Linked DNA regions of Rattus norvegicus: region 2 is linked to region 1. The links are chromatin contacts, called in public Hi-C maps. All regions are on one chromosome and are shown on one strand. Each heading gives the region's core, a stretch centred on a gene start, on an enhancer-like site or on the middle of the called end of the contact. The rest is flanking DNA. Distances are from core to core; before and after follow the strand shown. Region 1 holds the start of C1h15orf40 (similar to human chromosome 15 open reading frame 40). Region 2 holds the start of Hdgfl3 (HDGF like 3).

Region 1 (3,599 bases), core at 873-3,372:
AGCACTTGAGAGGCTGAGGCAGAAGTAATATTGAGCCCAGCATAGGCTTCAAAGCAACTCTTATCTGGCAGCAGGTTCAAGACAGCAGGCCATGAGCACACACCAGGCCTGCCCAGCACTGTCGTTTCCATGCAGTATTTTCATAAAAATAATTTGGTGTGCAATGCTTTATTTTTGTTGTTGAGACAGGGACTCTGTGTACTTTCTCTCACTGTCTCGGAACTTACTTTGTAGACCAGGTTGGCTTCGAACTCAGATCTGCCTGCCTCTGTCTCCTGGGTGCTGGTATTAAAGCCCTGTGCCACTACTGCCCCGCATAAAGCTTTATCTTGAAAATAAAGATCCTCAAGATAATGCAGCTCAAACTTCACATAGGAATCAGTCAGGGGTCTCAGAGCTCAGGCAATCTTGAGGCTAATGATCATTAAACTAAACCAAAGAATCACTCTCCCCCAGCAGTGCCTCTACTCTTTGAACAGGAATGATCAAGAATAATCTAAGCTATACATAGATTTCCTAATGTGTCTTTCCTTCCTAAATATTTTGTTGTTTAGAGACAGGGTCTTATTTGTATTCTAGCTGACCTCCTGCCTCAGTTCCTAAGTACTTGTGAATTACTGATACACACACACACACTCACACACACCAGGCCCATCTCCAAAACACCACATTTTTAAAAAGGAAAAGATATAGAGAGTCTATCTGATTTGGTATTAAATATTGTACATTTTTTTTCTTTCTTTTTTTTTTTTTTTTTACATTTTCTTTCAAATACCTTTATATGAGACTATAGAATGTTTAAGTGGAGACGTTTCCAAATGCAGATATAAAAATACTATTACAGTTACAGGATAAACTTTTAGATAACAAGTCAAAAAGAAGATAAAAGAAACTGCTTGGTCCACATACAAATCCCACCCAGTGCTCAGACTGTACCTGTCACAGCATTCTGTTTGGAGCCGGGTTTGGCATGGATGGCTATGGTGACAAAGCCTTTAGAATCAGTTGCTACAGGCCCTGTAGGGGGAGGTGGTGTCTCTGGTTCCTTGGTTTGGTTTTTACCCTAAAATGACAACACACAATTTTATAGGTAACAAAATGCTTCACTTATTTTGACCCATCACTACCCTCATCTTCACTAAACTGGGCCCACTACCCAGGGGCTTGCAGCCAAGGTGCTTGTCCCACGTTCCTCCACAGTCCAACCCACTTCTCTCCAACCACCAGTGTTTGCACTGCCCTGCAAGACCTGGCCCTGGTCCACACCTTTCTCCTTAGACTGCTTTCCCTGGTTGGCTTATAATTCACTTTCCCTACAAGCAGAGACTATTAATTACTTACATTTGTCAAAGCTTTTAGAGTGTGTGAGTGTGTGTGTGTGTGTGTACGTATGTGTACGTGTGCGCAGGGAGTGTGTCCTGTTTAGATCTCTTTGCTAGCTTAGGACTTGTTCCCTAGTCTCTTTATAGTTTCTATTCCTCTAGAGAAGGGCCATTTGTTAGTCATCTTTATAACCAATGCATCCCACAGCTCAGAGTGGGTTTAGGGTCTATTGCCGAAAGAACAATGACTGGCATTTTAATGCCATCTAACAACTTAGGCAATATACAGACAGTGGGTATGAAGAGGAATAAGGATCCATACTCCGTGTCTTCAAGGTGCTGGGATCACAGCGACAGAGAACAGGAAATATTAGGGGAGGGAGTGCAGTCTCCTTGACAGAAGGAAGTGATCTGCCACCTTTGGGAGGCTATTGGGGGTCAGAACTCATAGCCTGCCGGGAAGTGTAACCCTCAGAGTGCGGGAGCAAAGACGGAGGTCAGCGGGTGCGTAGAGGAGCCTACTCCTCCAATGTTCCTTAGGCGAGCTAATGTGCGACTTAGAAAGTCTCAGACCTGGACCCGAAGGGAGGTCTTCCGCCCGCCAGGCGCTCCTTCTGTTCCCCGCCAGTGTAGCCCCGTGGCCCACCCTCTCCACATCACGGGACTTGCAACTGGCCTTGCTTGTTGCACCGGCTTTCTTAGGCATTGTGGAACCACACAGGAGTCTAGTAGAGGCCAAGCACAGCGACCTACAAGGAGCTTCAGCATCACAACTTCGCAGGCGCCACGGAAGGCGGCAGCATGGCGGAAGAGTCCTATGCGCCTGCGCTCGTCAAGGGCGGAAGTGGTATGCGCGTCAGTCCGCACCTAAGAGCGCCACCTCGCCTCGAGATGGCGCTGTTTTCATTCCTTTGCAACCTGCCAGCCTCGGGGTGTGATCCATTGGTGAGCCATCTTTGTCACCAGAGGGAAAGCCACCTATCCTCAGGATTGGCAAGAGCTGCGAGCCTCGGTGCTCGCCTACCCAACGCGGTACCAAAGCAATTCGCACTGGGCAGTGTGAGAGTAAGAGATCCATTGTGGAGTGGGATACAATCGCTCGTGAAACTGGAGCAGAGGCAAATCAATGCAAGTGCTAAAGTTAGGGACTGGCCTTGTCCAATTAGGTTAGAATCTGTACAGTATATGCCCAGAGGTAGGAAGATCTGTCACCTAAATGGGAGATGGCTTGTAACCATTTTGAGGATCGTTGGGACCTGAATGACCTCAGATCGGGGGGAAGATCATCTGATGATGCCCAAGTCTAGGGCTAGCAAACAGGTTTGGGTGTCCGAGAGGAGATTTTTTAGGGTACATTAAGTTTAAAATGATTGGAGACATCCAAGTGGAATAATTAAAGAGCAACCTGAATACACAACCGAAACTCAGACCTGTACCAGTGAGGGGGTGTGGGTGAGGGTGAAGGGGAGAGGGGAGGAGAGGAGGGAGAGAGTATGACGAATGTCAAAGGGTTGCAGTGTTCAAATTCAGGAACAGGTGGGACTGGAATGTGAGTGCTGCAAACAGCCACTAAAGGTTGGGATCAGAATGAGATCTCAGCTCACTCTCCTAGAGACACCACTTCTATATGACAAACTATGTGGTGTGGTTGTAAGAAAGTGGGTAAAGCCTACTAAATTGAAACACTAGGGATGCTGAGACCAGCTTTAGGCTCAGGCAGAATGATCAGGTGTTACATACTACATCCAGCATGTGGCTGGATGGGTAAAGGAGAGGGAAGAAATGTCCCCTAAGGAGCCCTTCAGCCTTCTCCACAGGTACCTCCAGAGTATAAAAACTTCAACACTAGCTAGAAAGAACAGGGGCCTTTCTCAGGTCAATCTGTCACACAGCCACCTGTCCCATTGGAAAGAATAGGGTCTGTGATCCAAATGGCAGAAACCCAATGTAATATTAGTTTTTAAAAAATCTTAAAACTTGATCTTAGATTTGCCAAGGAGTTAAGGATTGTTTTGTTTGGCAGGTAGGAAGAATAAATAAATGCTGTGGTTCCCTCTTAGTTTTTGAATGTGAGGACAAGAACAGACAGAAGGCTGAGGAAGGGACTGGCATAAGGGGTGGGGGCAGTGATGCCTAGTACTATAAGCATTTGTTCCTTTGAAAGTGTACGTCTTCCGAAAACTTCATGTTGCCCTAAACTACAGTGTTTGAAAGTGCAACTATTCCATCTCAGATTGTTGGGTAGATACTGAAACAGCAATGTTTAAATGAATACTT
Region 2 (3,233 bases), core at 504-3,003, 140 kb after region 1:
CACTTTTGAGTATATACACACAACCTCACAGAGCCATTTATTTACTTGACACAGGGACTCCCTAAAGACCCCTAAAGTTGCAAATCTTGCCCTTTAAGTATTATATACAATTTTGTAAGATTAGAACAAACAAAACCGTAACAACCCGTACTTCTACTCTGAAACCTTGCCTTATTTAAGAACTTGAAGTTTATACATGAAGAACTTATCACAGCCAAGTGGAGTCTGAGTAAGACTGTTTTTTCCTCCCGATGCCTGAGGTTGTTAGTGTTGGAAGGAATCCTAGAGATGATTATTTTAAAGTTACAGAAATGGATGTGCAGGCAGTTAAAATGATTAGTTCCTAACAGTGCCTGAACCACTCTCCAGATCCCCTAAATTCCTGGCCCTATGTCCTTTCCATTTTTAAATCATGCCAAAACAAACGATTTCAAAATGATTATGTCTACCCATTACCTCAACTTCACCGAGTTTCAGCCTGCCCCTCTTGATGTCACTTCCTTGTGCGAATGGGTGTATTTTCCCCTTGGTCATGTTATCTTCACTTCATTACCACACAACACATGAGTTCCCGCTTTCTGTCAGCTTTTCCCTTGACCATTTTTGTTCCTCAAGAATACCAACATTGTCTCCAAACTGCCTTAACTATCTTTTAACTATATTTATTTCAGTCAGTCAACTGCCAACTATTAAATTTAAACAAATTAAAGGTAAAAGTGATTGATTTTTTTTTCCAACATAAAGTGCGCACACATGGTAATGCTTCTTCCTCAGTCAGGGAGCATAATAAAAATACTGAATGCTGTGTATTAAATGCAGATGCTTTCTAGAGAAAACCTAGGGACAGCCTCGCTATTTAGGAAGAAGAGAGCTGTCGTGGGTTTGGTTGGAGGCCAAGAATAAGGTTCGGAAACCGACCTAAAACAAATATGGAGGTGAAAAGGCACAAGGAGCTCCTTGAACTCACCAGTCGGTGACAGGCTATTTGCTGTCAGTTTCTAAGAACCAGGGCACCAGGGAGGCAATGGACAATGAGAGGGCAGGTGGGGCACAGGCAATCGATCCCAGGGAACACTCAACAAGTCTGGAAGATGAAGGATGCTCTGAGATCGAAGATAGCTGCCACGAGGCTGCCGCTGGCCTCGGCACGACTAACCCCTTTCTAGGACTGACCGTCACCGGCTCTAGCCGGCTGGGGAGCAGCCTTTCGCTTTCCTACTTGCCTCGACGTTCGCCCCGGACTAGGGCGTCTACCCAGGACAGTGCTGGGAGCCGGCGCCTCCACCCCGGGCCCGCTTCCCAGTCACCTTCTTGGAAGTCGGCGACGTCGGGCCTGTCCGGCCGGACCCGCCTTCGAACGTGGGCGTCAGGATGGCCGCCGAGCCGGTGAGGGCGCAGCCCGGGACCTTCACCTCGGCTCGGAGCCCGGTGCGCAGCCCAGCCGCGAGGCGGGCTCGAGCCGAGGTGATGGGGAAAGGGGGCGGGCGCGCCATCATGAAGGGAAAATGGTGGGCGGGCGGGCCCGCGCGCGCGGCCGCCGTACTCACCCGGGCGGGCCAGTGCGGGTAGCCCTTCATTTTGGCGAAGACCAGGTCTCCCGCTTTGTACTCGCGGGGCCGCGGACGCGCCATCCCGTTGGTTCCCCTGCCCGCTGGTCCTTGGTCGCCGCGAAGATGCCGGGAGGCCGCCCCTCCGCGGGACGACGGACCGCGCCGCGCTTCCCGCGGGCCTCGAGCCGGGCGCTCGAGCGGCCGCTCCGACGAGGGAGAGCAGCGAGGCAGAGGCCGAGGCAAGCGGTGGGCGGGGGGCACCGCAGGCCTGGCAGATCCCCGCCCGGCTGCGGGGGAGGGGAGCCCGTGTCCGGCCGCGCCGAGTCCCGCCGCCGCCGCTACCACCGCGCGCTGCTCACAGGAGCCGCGTCGCCAGCCTCATGCAGCCGCCGCCTCCCCGCCGAGCTTCTGGGTTCCGTGCGAGCTCCGGGCCTCGCGCCTCCTCCGAATTCCTCCTCGGGCAGCGACCGCAAACACGATCTTATTATTGTTCTCGCGCGCGCTCAGCATTCCCCCCTCCACCCCTCGCCCGCCCCGCTTCCCTCCCCTCGCGCGCCGGCCGGTTAATTCCTAGGTGCACGGCCGGCTTTCTCGGAGAAACCACGCGCGCCGCCTGCCTTGCTCCGCCGGCTGCTAGTGGGCGCGTCCTCCCGCAGCAGCGAAGCCGGTGCCCGGCGGGTGGGAGCGCCTACTCCGAGGACGCCCGCCGCCTGCTCTCTTTTGTTCTTGGCCGGGAGCTGCCTGGCTAGCCCAGCCAATCACCACCCGGCCGCCCCTCTTTCCCCTCCTGCTCGCGCCCACCCCCCACGGACTGCACCCCCCTTCTGGCTGCCCCCCACCCGCGGGTCACTTCCGCGGATGCTCTCTGGTGAGTGGGAGGGACAAAGGCGCCCCCGGCATGGGGGATAGCTGAACTGGGGACTCGCTGCCTGGTCAGTAGGCAGATGGAAAGAACAAGCGACCTCCTTAGGTTCTTGCCCCAGGTCTGCCTTAACAATGCAACGTGACCCACCTAAGGCGAGCTACTTCATTGGAGTCAAGACCGGTTCTCACAGACAGGATGGCACAGTTGGGTTTCGAACATGGATGGACCTATATGGTTCAGTGCCCATAGCCTAAGTCATGCTTCTCTGTGTGGGGGCTTCATGGGCCAATAATTTTGGGGCAAAGGACTTGCCCTGACAAGTCAAGTCAGTTGTTTGCGATTCTGCTAACATGCTGGACAGCAGCTTCTGGAGATTTCTTTATACAGGTCAGTAGGTCTAGAACCAACGTGTGCATTCACAGTTGTTTTATTTGGATTTCAACTGGCTGCTTTGAAAAAGACATTTTGGGAGTGAGAATCTTTATAGCATTCTCCTTTGTGAGAGGTAAATAAAATAACTTGCTCTTTTCTGAATCTGCCCGTGAACAAGTGAATGCTGCCTCTTCCATCCCTGTGAACTTGCCTTTAAAATGTCCGCTGGTACTGCACCTAGTTTAGAAGACAGCTCTCTTTTGTAAATTACCCTCTGCCATTTCTCCCCTCTACAGAAAGTGGATTTTCCAAGTATCTGCCTCACTCGTGCTGGAGAACTGCTTTTTAACATAGCCGTTCCGTCCAGTGACCGGGTATAGAGTCCTCTTCCTGAGAGGCATTTACTTTGTTCACGGTACTTGGCGGTTTCTTTTTGCATCCCAAAT

What was found. A called contact is a pair of places that touch in the nucleus more often than the background predicts.
Region 2: a contact with region 1 is called in a Hi-C map of frontal cortex, with 2.6 times the contacts expected there. The contact joins the promoter of Hdgfl3 here to the promoter of C1h15orf40 in region 1. A contact is called at or near these places in 1 of 12 Hi-C or Micro-C datasets (frontal cortex) and 1 of 1 datasets of contacts at active chromatin or transcription factors (oligodendrocytes).

What each region holds. Positions count from the first base shown.
Region 1 is chr1:145,139,125-145,142,723 of GRCr8, forward strand. C1h15orf40 (similar to human chromosome 15 open reading frame 40) reads right to left here and starts at 2,123. Exons shown (of 4, transcript NM_001024749.2): 1 at 1,999-2,123; 2 at 937-1,063. The coding sequence starts at 2,028.
Region 2 is chr1:145,284,172-145,287,404 of GRCr8, forward strand. It overlaps Hdgfl3 (HDGF like 3), which reads right to left and starts at 1,754. Exons shown (of 6, transcript NM_145785.2): 1 at 1,548-1,754. The coding sequence starts at 1,631.